2 separate regions of the Ovis aries genome follow, and region 2 is linked to region 1. A link is a contact called in public Hi-C data. All regions are on one chromosome and are shown on one strand. The core of a region is the stretch at or near the end of the contact, and the rest is flanking DNA. Distances in the headings are between cores, read along the strand shown.

Region 1 (5,416 bases), core at 442-2,941:
CTGAATTCCCCTCCCCATCTGGATATTCAAATTAAAGGGTGGAAAATTGACTGTTCTCAGCGCTCCAGCTGAAATTTCCTGCTAGGTTTTCCCCCTTATAAAAAAACATTCGAGCAGAACCCATTGGGTCTTCCGTTGCTTCTGCAAGGTCTTTTCCCAGAGAGCCACTGGCCTGAGAGGAACTTGCTTCTCCCATCGGAGGGTTGGTTAGTCCCAGCCGAAGTTTGGAAAGTTTGCTTTGTATGTTTTCGGGAATCTCTCCTGGGTCACATAGAATTCCTCTCCTCGCTCTCTCCGCTGGACTCTTTGTTGCTCAAAAGCATAACCACGGGGCTGACTGACTGAAAGCTTCAGATGAGACCAGCGGCTCTGCCTGGGCCCGGGGGCGCTCCGGGTGAGCATGTGCCTGTCCCTGCGTGTGTGCACCCCAGTTTTAATGCCGTGTTCAGAAATGGAGCCCCCCTCCCCTAGGTTTTCATCTCCCACTTTCTTACCTTTATACTCAGAATCCGATGAGGCGTTGCTGCCACTTTTGTCCAGCTTGTCTCTAAAGTCCTCCCCAGCCTTGGCCGCAAGACGGCCCCCAGGGTCAGGAGCGGCTGGCTGCCCGCTGCTAGAGTAGGGTGCACAGGCCGCAAGCGGTTTGCAGTCGGCAAGGATGTCCCTGATCAGAAAGGAGGAGGTCACGGTGCGAGACTGGGCTGGGGCCGAGAGCTGCCCAGGCTGCAGGTGGGAGTCCAAACCTGGTCCCGAAGCCCCGCCAGGCCGCTGGGCTCCCGTCTCCAGACAGTCCCTTCCTGGCGAGGCTGGTGAAGAGCAGTCGCTGCTGCTCTCTGAGCGAGGACTCAGCTCCAGGGGAGAGCGGCAGTCCCCGAGCAAGGGGTCCCCCTTGGGAAGGGCGGGGCTGCCCGCTCGGTGGGAGAGAATGGAGTCGATCCCAAAGCCATTGGAGCCTTCCATAGCCAAGCTGCGACCTGTCCTCCCCAAAAGCTCCCCACCCACCCCCAACCCCAGCCGCCGCTGCCCCTGCCCCTAGCTGCGGGCTGGCATGGGGAAGGCGGGCAGGGAGCCTGCGGGCACCTTGGATGGAGTTCAGCCTTGGGGGAGCCCAGGAGCTCTGGGCCAACCTCCTCTGCGCATTAGATCCAAAAGGGCTCAGCGCGTCTTCTGCAGCATCGCACCGAGCAGCCGAGCCGAGGGGGGGTGGTGGGAGTGTCAGGGAGAAACGGGAGGGAGGGTGCGCCAAGTTGGGGAGAGCCAAGGGGGAGATGGACGGCCTGAGCTCCCCTTTGGCACAGAAGAGATGCGAAGACGCTGGAATCTAAATAAAGAAGGGCTTAAAAAAAAAAAAAATCCAAACTGTACGCTTCTTCCAGGCGAGCGGTGGCCGAGGGCAGCGGGGTCAGCACCGCGGATAGCAGCGGGCCCGAGCCGCGCTACCAGCCAGGGGATCGGAGCGCACCTGGCGGCGTCAGCACCGCGGATAGCGGCGGCGGCGGCCCTCGGCGCATGACGCTCCACCTGGCCGGGGAGGTCTTCTCTCCACGCTCCCACCGCTCCGGGGGCCCCGTCAGCACCGTGGACAGCGCCTCCCAGCTCCTCGGTTGCAGCTCTCCGCCTGTCCTCTGCGCGCGCCTTCGCCTCCCCCCCTTTCCTTTAAAAAATGAACTTGTGTCACTTTTACTTTGGGGCTGGGTTTTTTTTTTTTCGTTTCTTTTTTTTTTTTTTTCCGTTGTGTTTTGTGTGTGTGTGTGTGTGTTTTTAAGGGGACTCGCCCACGTGTCCCCGGAGTGATGACGCTGATTGGCTCTGGCCGATTTTGGGGGTGATGTCACGGCTCCGCAAGCCACTGCCCGATTCCTTTCAGTTTGATTAAAAGAGACACTGAATTAATTACAGCACAGACCCAACTGTTTACCGGCGATTTCCACACGGTTTGCTTTCATTAGGCCAGTGATGAGGCTCCTAATGAGGGTGATTAGCCGAGGGGGGTACAGGCGGGCAGGGAGGGGTCCAAAGCTCGGCTGCCGCTGCCATTGGGTTAGGACGTAAGGTTTTTAAGTTTTTCCCCTACACTTTCCCACAGTTATTCAAATTATTCTTCCATCGGGCTGTCAATGATACCTTTTCTACCCCCTCCTTACCTCCCTGCCCTGCCGGTTTTTTTTTTTTTTTTTCCTTCCTCTAGCAAGAAAAAGGGACTAAACCCAGCAGAAAAAGAATTGTATGTGTGGAGAAGAGATTTTAATTTGTTGCATCGTTTTCGGGCATTTCCTTTGGGGTCTACATGTTTTTCGGGAAGGAAAATCTGTAGCCCCCCTCTCTGACCTCTTTGGATCCGGTGGGCCTGGCAGGGGTGGGGAAAGCTTGGTGTCTGCGCCTGGAAGGAGACAGAACCACGGCTTCACTGTGGGGCGAGGCTGGAAAGCTGGGCATGTCGAGTCTGGGACGTTAGAGGGACCCCAAGAAACCCGTGTGGCCCGAGAGGGGCCGCGCAAAGGACCCCAACCCAGCCGACAGTCTCTCCTGCGGCGGAGCGTGTCTCGGGGGTCGGGTGTTTTTGTGCCTCTAAAGAGGAACCTGCGCTAGCTTCTGAGTGCGAGTGTAGACGTCTGCTAACGACTTCATATTTCGCGAGCAGCGAAAGCGCGCCCGAGGATTTGTTTTCAAAGCAGCGCTGGAAACACGGTCTTTTGGCTGTGAATAACTCGCCCCCTCCACCCTCCCCAACTCCGCCACGGTGGTACTCCAGCTCTGCTCCTTTCAGGGTTCGGCCTCCCGCTCGGGGCCCAGGGCTGCGGGCAGATCTGAAGCGCGCCTGGGGCCTGGATCCTCTAGAGGCTACCCCAGGGGTGGGCGACCAGCTCTGCGGTCAAAGGGCGGAGGAAAACCAACCCGCGGGCCTACCAGAGGCGCCCTTCACCCGCCCTGCGCCCGGAGCTCAGGTCTTTCCAAGCGGGCAGGCACCCTCCTGGCCCCTCTACCCTCGGGCCCCAAGAAAATACCGTAGCCCCGCTTCAGACTGAGCATCTAAGATCGCTGCGGAATAGCGAAGCGCCCCAATCGCCCTACACCCGAGACCCGGCCGGGGAAGACCGGTGCAGCTGGACGGAGCAGAAACTTTCTTCTCCCTCGAGCCAGGCCGGCGGTGGCCCCTTGCCCGGCTCCCCGCGCTCTCCCTCTGAGCCTCCTGGCAGATTGGAAGCGGCCTCGCCGCCGGCCGAGCTGGGGGCGAGGACGGGCGGCTCCCCAGGGACGGCGGGCCCGGCTCGGCTGCAAGCTGTCGGGGGAGGCGGGAGGACAGGCGCCGAGGGGCCAGGAGCCCACAGGCCCCCGCCCTGGCCCGGCAGCCGCTGCAGCGGGCGCCTCGCCCGCCCGGACCGAGCCGGCGATTGCCGGTTTTCGTTTGGTGGATGGAGAGGGGGCCATAAATCAGGAGGACCACGGACCGCCCTCGCCCTTCCCGGCCAGTCCTCGACTTGGGCCTCGCTCCCTCTCCAGGCACCTCCGGAGGCTCCGCCACCCCCTCTACTGCTCACCCCACCCCCGCTCCCAGCCCGCTGCCTGCACCTCGGGAAGAATCTCATCTCCCCCAGATCCCAGGGTCCCAGCTTGGGTCAGCGGGCCCGTCATCCTGGGCCTGTTAGAGATCTTGCATGCCCTGGGCCCGCATCCGTGGCATGCGCTAAGCCGCAAGCAAGTCGGGTCCCGCTCCGCCCGCGGCGGTCCGAGCTGCCCCTGCCTTGGGCGGACTTTTTCTGGCCTTGGAGTCTTATGCTGGGGTTTGGATGCCCGGCCCAGCGAAATCGATGCCTCTGGCAGTGAAAGACACTGCGTGGGTATGGGGGGTGAGTAGTAAAGGTTGGGGGGCAACCTTTTACCGTGGAAATAAAAAAGGCTAACCGCTCCCCCTCCAACCTGCTGCAGCCCTAGCCAGCTTCTCTGCGATTCTTCAAGCCCAAGAATACTTAACAGGTTGTTATACTATCAGCTTTGAATTATCCTAGTATATGGTGATAAAAACATGTTATGCCATTTATCCCACCTGGAATTTGGATCCAGCCCACTGTCGCTAACATTGTCTTATTCCTATTTGGGGGTTTCCAGCTCTACTACTGTGCCCCCATCTTTTTCTTTTCTCCATCAAGGGGATAGTTCTAGCATCTCAGCCTGTCCACAGCCTGAGAGGTGTGTGTGTACCCACCTAGACTATTGTTTAGCTGGGAAGAAGCTCAAGAATTGGAACTTTACTAAGGTTCCTGGGGCTCCTGGGTGGGTGATCCACCCCTTACTTTGTGAAAGGAGCCTGACTGGTCCTGGAGGGGTGGATGGTTCAACAAAACAGGATGTGAACTATGGCAGATTAACATCTGAGAACTTCATTTACAAGGCAGGAAACAGATCTCGCTCCCTCTCTGTCCCTTCTGAGCCCCAGCCCCCTACCCAGCTGTCTTGACCCACCTCCTCCACCCAGGGAAGGGAGAGGCTTGGAAGACCTAGGGGAGAAAAGGCAACGGGGGAGATGCGGTCAGATCCAGGACTAGCACCTCCCAGACCGCTCTTCTGGGCTCCAACATCTCCTCCCCAGCCTCCTGCCTCTGGAATCCTCTAGCTTCAAATGCCAGCCCCCTGGCCATCCAGCCCTTTGAAATTGCTTTCTTTTAAACTTTCTGTCTCTCTGTGGACCCAGAGCCCTGCAAAATCCCAAACCAAGCACCCTCAGGGCAACACCAATGGAGAAGGAGCCATTGCTCTTCTCCAGGGCAAGGAGGCAGCTGCACGGACTGGCCCGCAGAAGGCCTGGGCCCTGTCCCTGCTCCTACTCCGGGCAGCTCATCTCTCTTGCCTGGACCTCAGCTTTCGCTTTGGTCTAAAGACATTAACATCGGAGGCTTGTAGCAAGAGGCCAGGATGGGAGAGGCCCATGCCCCCTATGAAGTGGCCTGTCTATGAACTCCAGGCCCTCTGCCCAACCAGGGGCTCTGGGCTTGGGTTTGGCTTTGGGTCAGGATGGGGCAATGTGTCTTAGCAACTTCCTTATCCGTAGCCCCACCTGCCTCTCCACTCTGTGTCACTCAGTAACCCTGGTCCTGAGCATGGAAAAGGCTGTATTTTGACCAGTTTTGCTCACTGACTTACAGGCAGAGTCACACAGGGAGATGTGCTCGAAGCTTTTCGTAAATGGTCCTCAAGTCTTTTCTTCTTGTGGAGGATTGTGGCTTGAATGCCGTGATTCAAGGTTCTGAGTACCTGGGACCAAGGGCAGTATAACACCAGTGGAGTGAGGTGGCTGGGGGTATGGACTCCAGGACGGGCCAGACCTAAAGTAGAATCCTGGTCCTAGAGCCCAGGGCTGGGGCTAAGGTGAGGCAAGTGAGGTGAATAACACAAGTCTATTGAACCTGTTGCCATTAAA
Region 2 (5,625 bases), core at 642-3,141, 160 kb after region 1:
GTCGTGTCCAGCTCTTTGTGACCTACGGACTGTGGCTTGCTATTCTTCTCTGTCCATAAAATTCTCCAGGCAAGAATACTAGAGTAGACTGCCATGCCCTCCTCCAGGGGATCTTCCCAAGCCAGGGACTGAACCTGTTTCCTACATCTGCCTGCACTGGCAGGCGGGCTCTTTACCACAGTGCCCCCTGTATATCTACACATATACCTGTATTATATATGTGTCTCTATGTATATATGGTAGCTTGGGACGGGTATCACACACTATTAATTCGCCATAGAGAATAACTCCATCATGTTGTCTGTCCATTTTGTACTGAAGTAGGAAGGTGTTGGCCCATCAGTAACTGCTTGAGTGAAAGCAATGATCAGAGGCAGGGATGTTGATGTTCTCTTGATCCCAGAATGTCTGATCTTGATCTCATCTGTGGGAGGCACCTGTCCTCTGAGAGTGACTATTCTCACTCTCAGGTGAAGAACTTTGCTCCACTTTGGGTGGCCAAAGAAGGGGAGCATATTAGATGGATGAATGTCCAGTGAAACAAGCCAGCTTCTCCCAGCTGCTGGCCCAGGAACATAACGATAGTTTGAAGAAGGCAAGAGGAGAAAGTCAAGGTTTTCAAAGGAGCCAATTAACTCAGCTCATCTTACTACGATGTTAAGATAGCCTAGGTTCCCTGTACCAAAAACAAACAAACAAACAACAACCAAAACCTCTGGGCTCTGAGCAGCTCCTGGCGTTCAGATAAATAATTGCTACTGAATCCACGGTTATCACCTGCGCCTTCCACCTCCGGCGTCTAGGGAGCTGCGCGCATTTTTAAAGGCACACTGCCCTCCAGTGGCATAAGGTAAAATTGCATGACCTGCTTTCCTAGCGCCAAATTTCAACTTGACTTTCCTGGCGCCCTCATCCCGGGAAGGCGCGTGGATGCCACGGCGTTGGGTGATCACTTTGGAAACTGCGCCTCCCTCTCGCCGTTGCCTGTGGGCCCCCTATGGCAGAGAGTTCTGCGCTTTTTGGCGGTGGGTGTGGGGACGATGCTTCGGGTCGTAATTTTGCATAAGAGTATGACCGGGTGGAAATTAACACGGAAGTGATACTTTCAGGATAGATACAGAACCCTCGTACACAATAGCAGCCCAGGCGTGCAGGAGGATTGAGGGAGGAGGCCTGCGCCCTGGGAGGGCTGGCAGGTGGTAAGGACAACCAGTCTGTCACCCCTTGGGTTCATTCTGGGCGAATACATAGGCGAACAGCAGCCGCCAACGTGGAGGGCTTACCGCGCGCGTGTCGGCGGTCCCGCAGGGATTACCTTATGCGATCTGCCCGATCACTCCCTTGAAAGAGTTCCATTTTCGACCCACTTTGAGGATGAGGAAACTAAGGCTCAGCGAGACTACGCGGCCTGCCACTGACCTCACCAAGGCCGAGGGACGGGGGGTTCCAGGTCTGTCTGAACCAGAGCTGGAGCTTCCAACGCCACGCTCGGGCGGGAGCGGTGGGACCCGGGCAAAACAGGTGAAAACCCGCGACCCCGCGGATGTCCAGTGAGGGGACGAGCGCAAAGGGGCCGGTGGGTGTGGGGCGGGCCTCACCTTGACGATGAGCGGGTTCTGAAACATGGAATCCCGCACGACCCCCAGCCTCTCGTTCTCCATGCCCGGCCGGATGTCGGCCACGGTCAGGGGCCGCCGCGGGGGTGGGCAGATCTGGCTGACCGTGCGGCGGACCGGCGGCTTCTTCTTCTTCCATCGCGTGAGGTCCTGGCAGGAGTTCCTAGCCTCTGGCATCCTGGGGGGTGGCTGGGAGTCGCCGGCCCGCTGGATTCAGCGGGCTTTCCAGCTTGGGGGAGGGCAGCCGCGGAGCTCTGAGCAGGTGAGCCCCCAATCGCGGGACGCACCACCTAGGCCCCGGGGTAGGCTCGGACGCCGGGCTCCATCCGGAGGGGGGCGTGCCCACCTCGCGCTCCCCCACCTCCTTGCGAGGAGAGCTAAGACCCACAAAAACCCCTCTGTAGGTTTATGAGAGCGTCTTCTGGGAGCCTCGCTATGGATTTGAAAAGGGGAGAAAATCATGACCACCCCTTAAGGAAAAATGGAACCGCCCGTCTCCGTGGCGACGGGACGCCAACGGCGCTGCAACAGAGCAGGTTGATTGACTTACAGGAAACTTACTAGCGGCCACCTAATTGGACCTGTTTCTGAGTTTTCTTACTCGAGGAAAACTCAGGAATCACCACTGGGCTATGAATCTACGTGAAGTCTACACAGATTTTAAAAGCGACGGATTTCTAGAGGACCACTTACACCTGATTTCCAAGTTAAAACACTCCCCTCCACTCCACCCCATCCCATTTTTCCCAGCGCCCCTCCCCTGTCTCCATCCCACCCCCCGCCCCCGCCCCGTTCCCTCGACACACACACACACACACACACACACACACACACACACACACAAAACCCCAGGGCAGGCTGCTATGCGTTTCAGGATGAAATAGAAATTTGCATTCTAGGACTGATGTTACCGCTAATCTCAAATTAGTCGCCTTCTTGAGTCCTCTGTTTTCTTCTGTGAAATGGGTAGTGAGGAAAGTCTAGAGTTGAATGAAATCAATGGTACCCAACTTTGTGCAACAGAATAAAGAGAAGTTGAAAAATACAGACTCACTGAATCAGAATATCTGGAAATGGGTTCTAGGAATCTGCATTTTAATACTCCTTCCCTTTCGGATTTTCCCCTTTTTTTTAAGTTCAAAGCTACAGAAACTTTGAAAGAAGAGTGCAATGAAAATCTGTGTAGACTTCACCTAGATTCATTCAGTTCAGTCGCTCAGTCATGCCCGATTCTTTGTGACCCCATGGACTGCAGTACTCCCGGCTTCCCTGTCCATCATCAGCTCCCAGGGCTTGCTCAGACTCGTGTCCTTTGAGTTGGTGATGCCATACAACCATCTTGTCCTCTGTCATCCCCTTCTCCTCCTGCCTTCAATCTTGCCCAGCATCAGGGTCTTTTCCAGTGAATCAGTTCTTTTCATCAGGTAGCCAAAGTACTGGAGCTTCAGCTTCAGCATCAGTCCTTCCAATGAATATTCAGCACTGATTTCCTTTAGGATTGACTGGTTAGATATCCTTGCAGTCCAAGGGACTCTCAAGAGTCTTCTCCAACACCACAGTTCAAAAGCATCGATTCTTTGGCACTCAGCTGTCTTTATGGTCCAACTCTCACATCCATATGTGACTACTGGAAAAACCATAGCTTTGACTGGATGGACCTTTGTTGGCAAAATAATGCCTCTTACATTTTAATATGCTGTCTAGGTTGGTCATAGCTTTTCTTTCAAGGAGCAAGCGTCTTCTAATTTCATGGCTGCAGTCACCATCTGCAAGGCCTAGATTCACTGGTCCTTAGTATTTGCCTTATTTTCTTTCACACACACATACTGCTGAATCATTTTGAAAATATCTGCAGATAGTATCATGCATTTGTGCTAAGTCGCTCAGTTGTGTCCGATTCTTTGCGACCCAATGGACTGTAGCCCACCAGGCTCCTCTGTCCATGGGGCAAGAATACTGGAGCAGGTTGCCATGCCCTCCTCCAGGGGGACAGTATCATATTTGACCTTAAATACATGTATCTGCCAAGAATAAGGACGTTCTCTTATAGAATGCTGTTATGTCTATGGATTTTAATGTGATACAGTGGTAGCTCAGAGGGTAAAGAATCTGACTGCAATGCCGGAGACTTGTGTTTGTTCGATCTCTGGATCAGGAAGATCCCCTGGAGAAGGGAATAGCAACCCACTCCAGAATTCATGCCCATCCATGGCTAGACCGTGGGGTTGAAAGCAGTTGGACATGAGTGAGCGACTAACACACTATGCAGTCCGTGTGCAAAGTTGGGAATCTGCACTTTTTAAGAGCTTCCTAGTAACTGCTGCACTGTTTTGGGAACCACTAGCCTGGATGTTTGGTCTGCCTTCTAGTTTCAGCCTTCTGCGGGGTCATTCACTCATCATTGTCACCTGCATTAAATGTGCAAGTATCTACAAGGCTCTGGGTAAGGGGTTCACCACAGACAACAAACCTGCCCTCAGGCCTTTCCCACCAACAGTGGACAACACCAGCACTGCATTTCCAGGGCAAGCCGGAATCCCAGCTGCTCATCCAAGGCCTGGAACAGCCGTCGAGCGTGGTGTGTATGTATGATTCAGGCTTACGGTTTCTCTAGTCTACTTTGCTTTCAGGTTTTCACATATATGTACATTATGCACTTTAAAAAATATTTGTTTGGCTGTGCCAGGTCTTAGTCATGGCACTGGAATCTTTAGTTACAGTACGTGGAATCTCTAGCTGCTGGCATGTGAACTCTTAGTTGCGGCATGTGGGATCTACTTCCCTATGGATGGAACCAGAGCCCCCTGCGTTGGAAGTGCAGTTTTTAGTGCCTGGACCACAAAGGAAGTCCCTCCTGTTCATTTTTTAATCAAAGCTGCTTGGCAGCTCAAACAGAGAAGGTCAAATGGTACAGCAAGGGGTAGGCTCCTGGAGTAATGGAAGGATCACAGGTTTTAATCCTAGCTGGGGGCAATATAAGTCCACTGGGACAAGTTACACGAAGCTCTAGCTTTCTCAGCCCCAAGGTAAGGCTGATATCACCTAATAAAGATTCCTACAACAGGAGGTTGTTATAGGATTCAATGAGATGTCTCGTCGCTGGTGTGATTATGTTCACTGTGTAATAAGGCTAAAAAGTTTGCGTGGCATGCATTCTGTCTTTGACTTGACCTGCTTAAAACTTTATTTTTAATCATGAACTATGTTTCTTCAGGACACAGCGGAAATGGAAGAATCGGAATAGATATTCGAGGCTTCTTCTAGCTCTAACTTTCACAGAAGTTCAACGTGCATCAGACCCTGCACCGGTTCACCGCTGCCAAGCCCTGAGGTCACCTCCCACCACTCTCCCCTGGTTTTCACGGTGCCCCCGCTGCCCTGGCCTTCCTTCAGTTCCTCCAGCAACCAAGCTCAGGGACTCCGGATTTCTTCCCAGCCTGGAACACTCTACCATCTCGATTTTCGTTCATCTTTTTCGTTTCAAACTCAACTGTCACTCGTCAAAGAGTCTTCTAACCTAGCACTCACTGACCCCAGTCGTTCTCCATCACATTGCCCTGTTTTCTTCTCCTTGGAGGGGGATCTGAATTATTTTGGTTGATCTGTTTGTTCTCTGGCTTCCTCGGGTAACCTTCACCTTCTTGTTCACTCCTGGACTGTAGCTCAGTTCAGTTCAGTCGCTCAGTCAAGTCTGACTCTTTGTGACCCCATGAATTGCCAGGCCTCCCTGTCCATCACTAAAGCCTGGGGTTCACTCAGACTCAGGTCCATCGAGTCAGTGATGCCATCCAGCCATCTCATTCTCGGTTGTCCCCTTCTCCTCCTGGCCCCAATCCCTCCCAGCATCAGAGTCTTTTCCAATGAGTCAACTCTTCGCATGAGGTGGCCAAGGTACTGGAGTTTCAGCTTAGCATCATTCCTTCCAAAGAAATCCCAGGACTGATCTCCTTTAGGATGGACTGGTTGAATCTCCTTGCAGTCCAAGTGACTCTCAAGAGTCTTCTCCAAC

Evidence for each region. Hi-C and Micro-C count contacts between places; a contact is called where the count stands out from the background.
Region 2: a contact with region 1 is called in a Hi-C map of liver, with 7 times the contacts expected there. The contact joins the promoter of CFAP77 here to the promoter of BARHL1 in region 1. A contact is called at or near these places in 6 of 16 Hi-C or Micro-C datasets (hypothalamus, liver, skin fibroblasts and 1 more).

The regions. Positions count from the first base shown.
Region 1 is chr3:4,293,297-4,298,712 of ARS-UI_Ramb_v3.0, forward strand. It overlaps BARHL1 (BarH like homeobox 1), which reads right to left and starts at 1,692. Exons shown (of 3, transcript XM_027968318.3): 1 at 495-1,692. The coding sequence starts at 960.
Region 2 is chr3:4,452,706-4,458,330 of ARS-UI_Ramb_v3.0, forward strand. CFAP77 (cilia and flagella associated protein 77) reads right to left here and starts at 1,892. Exons shown (of 6, transcript XM_004007129.5): 1 at 1,599-1,892. The coding sequence starts at 1,793.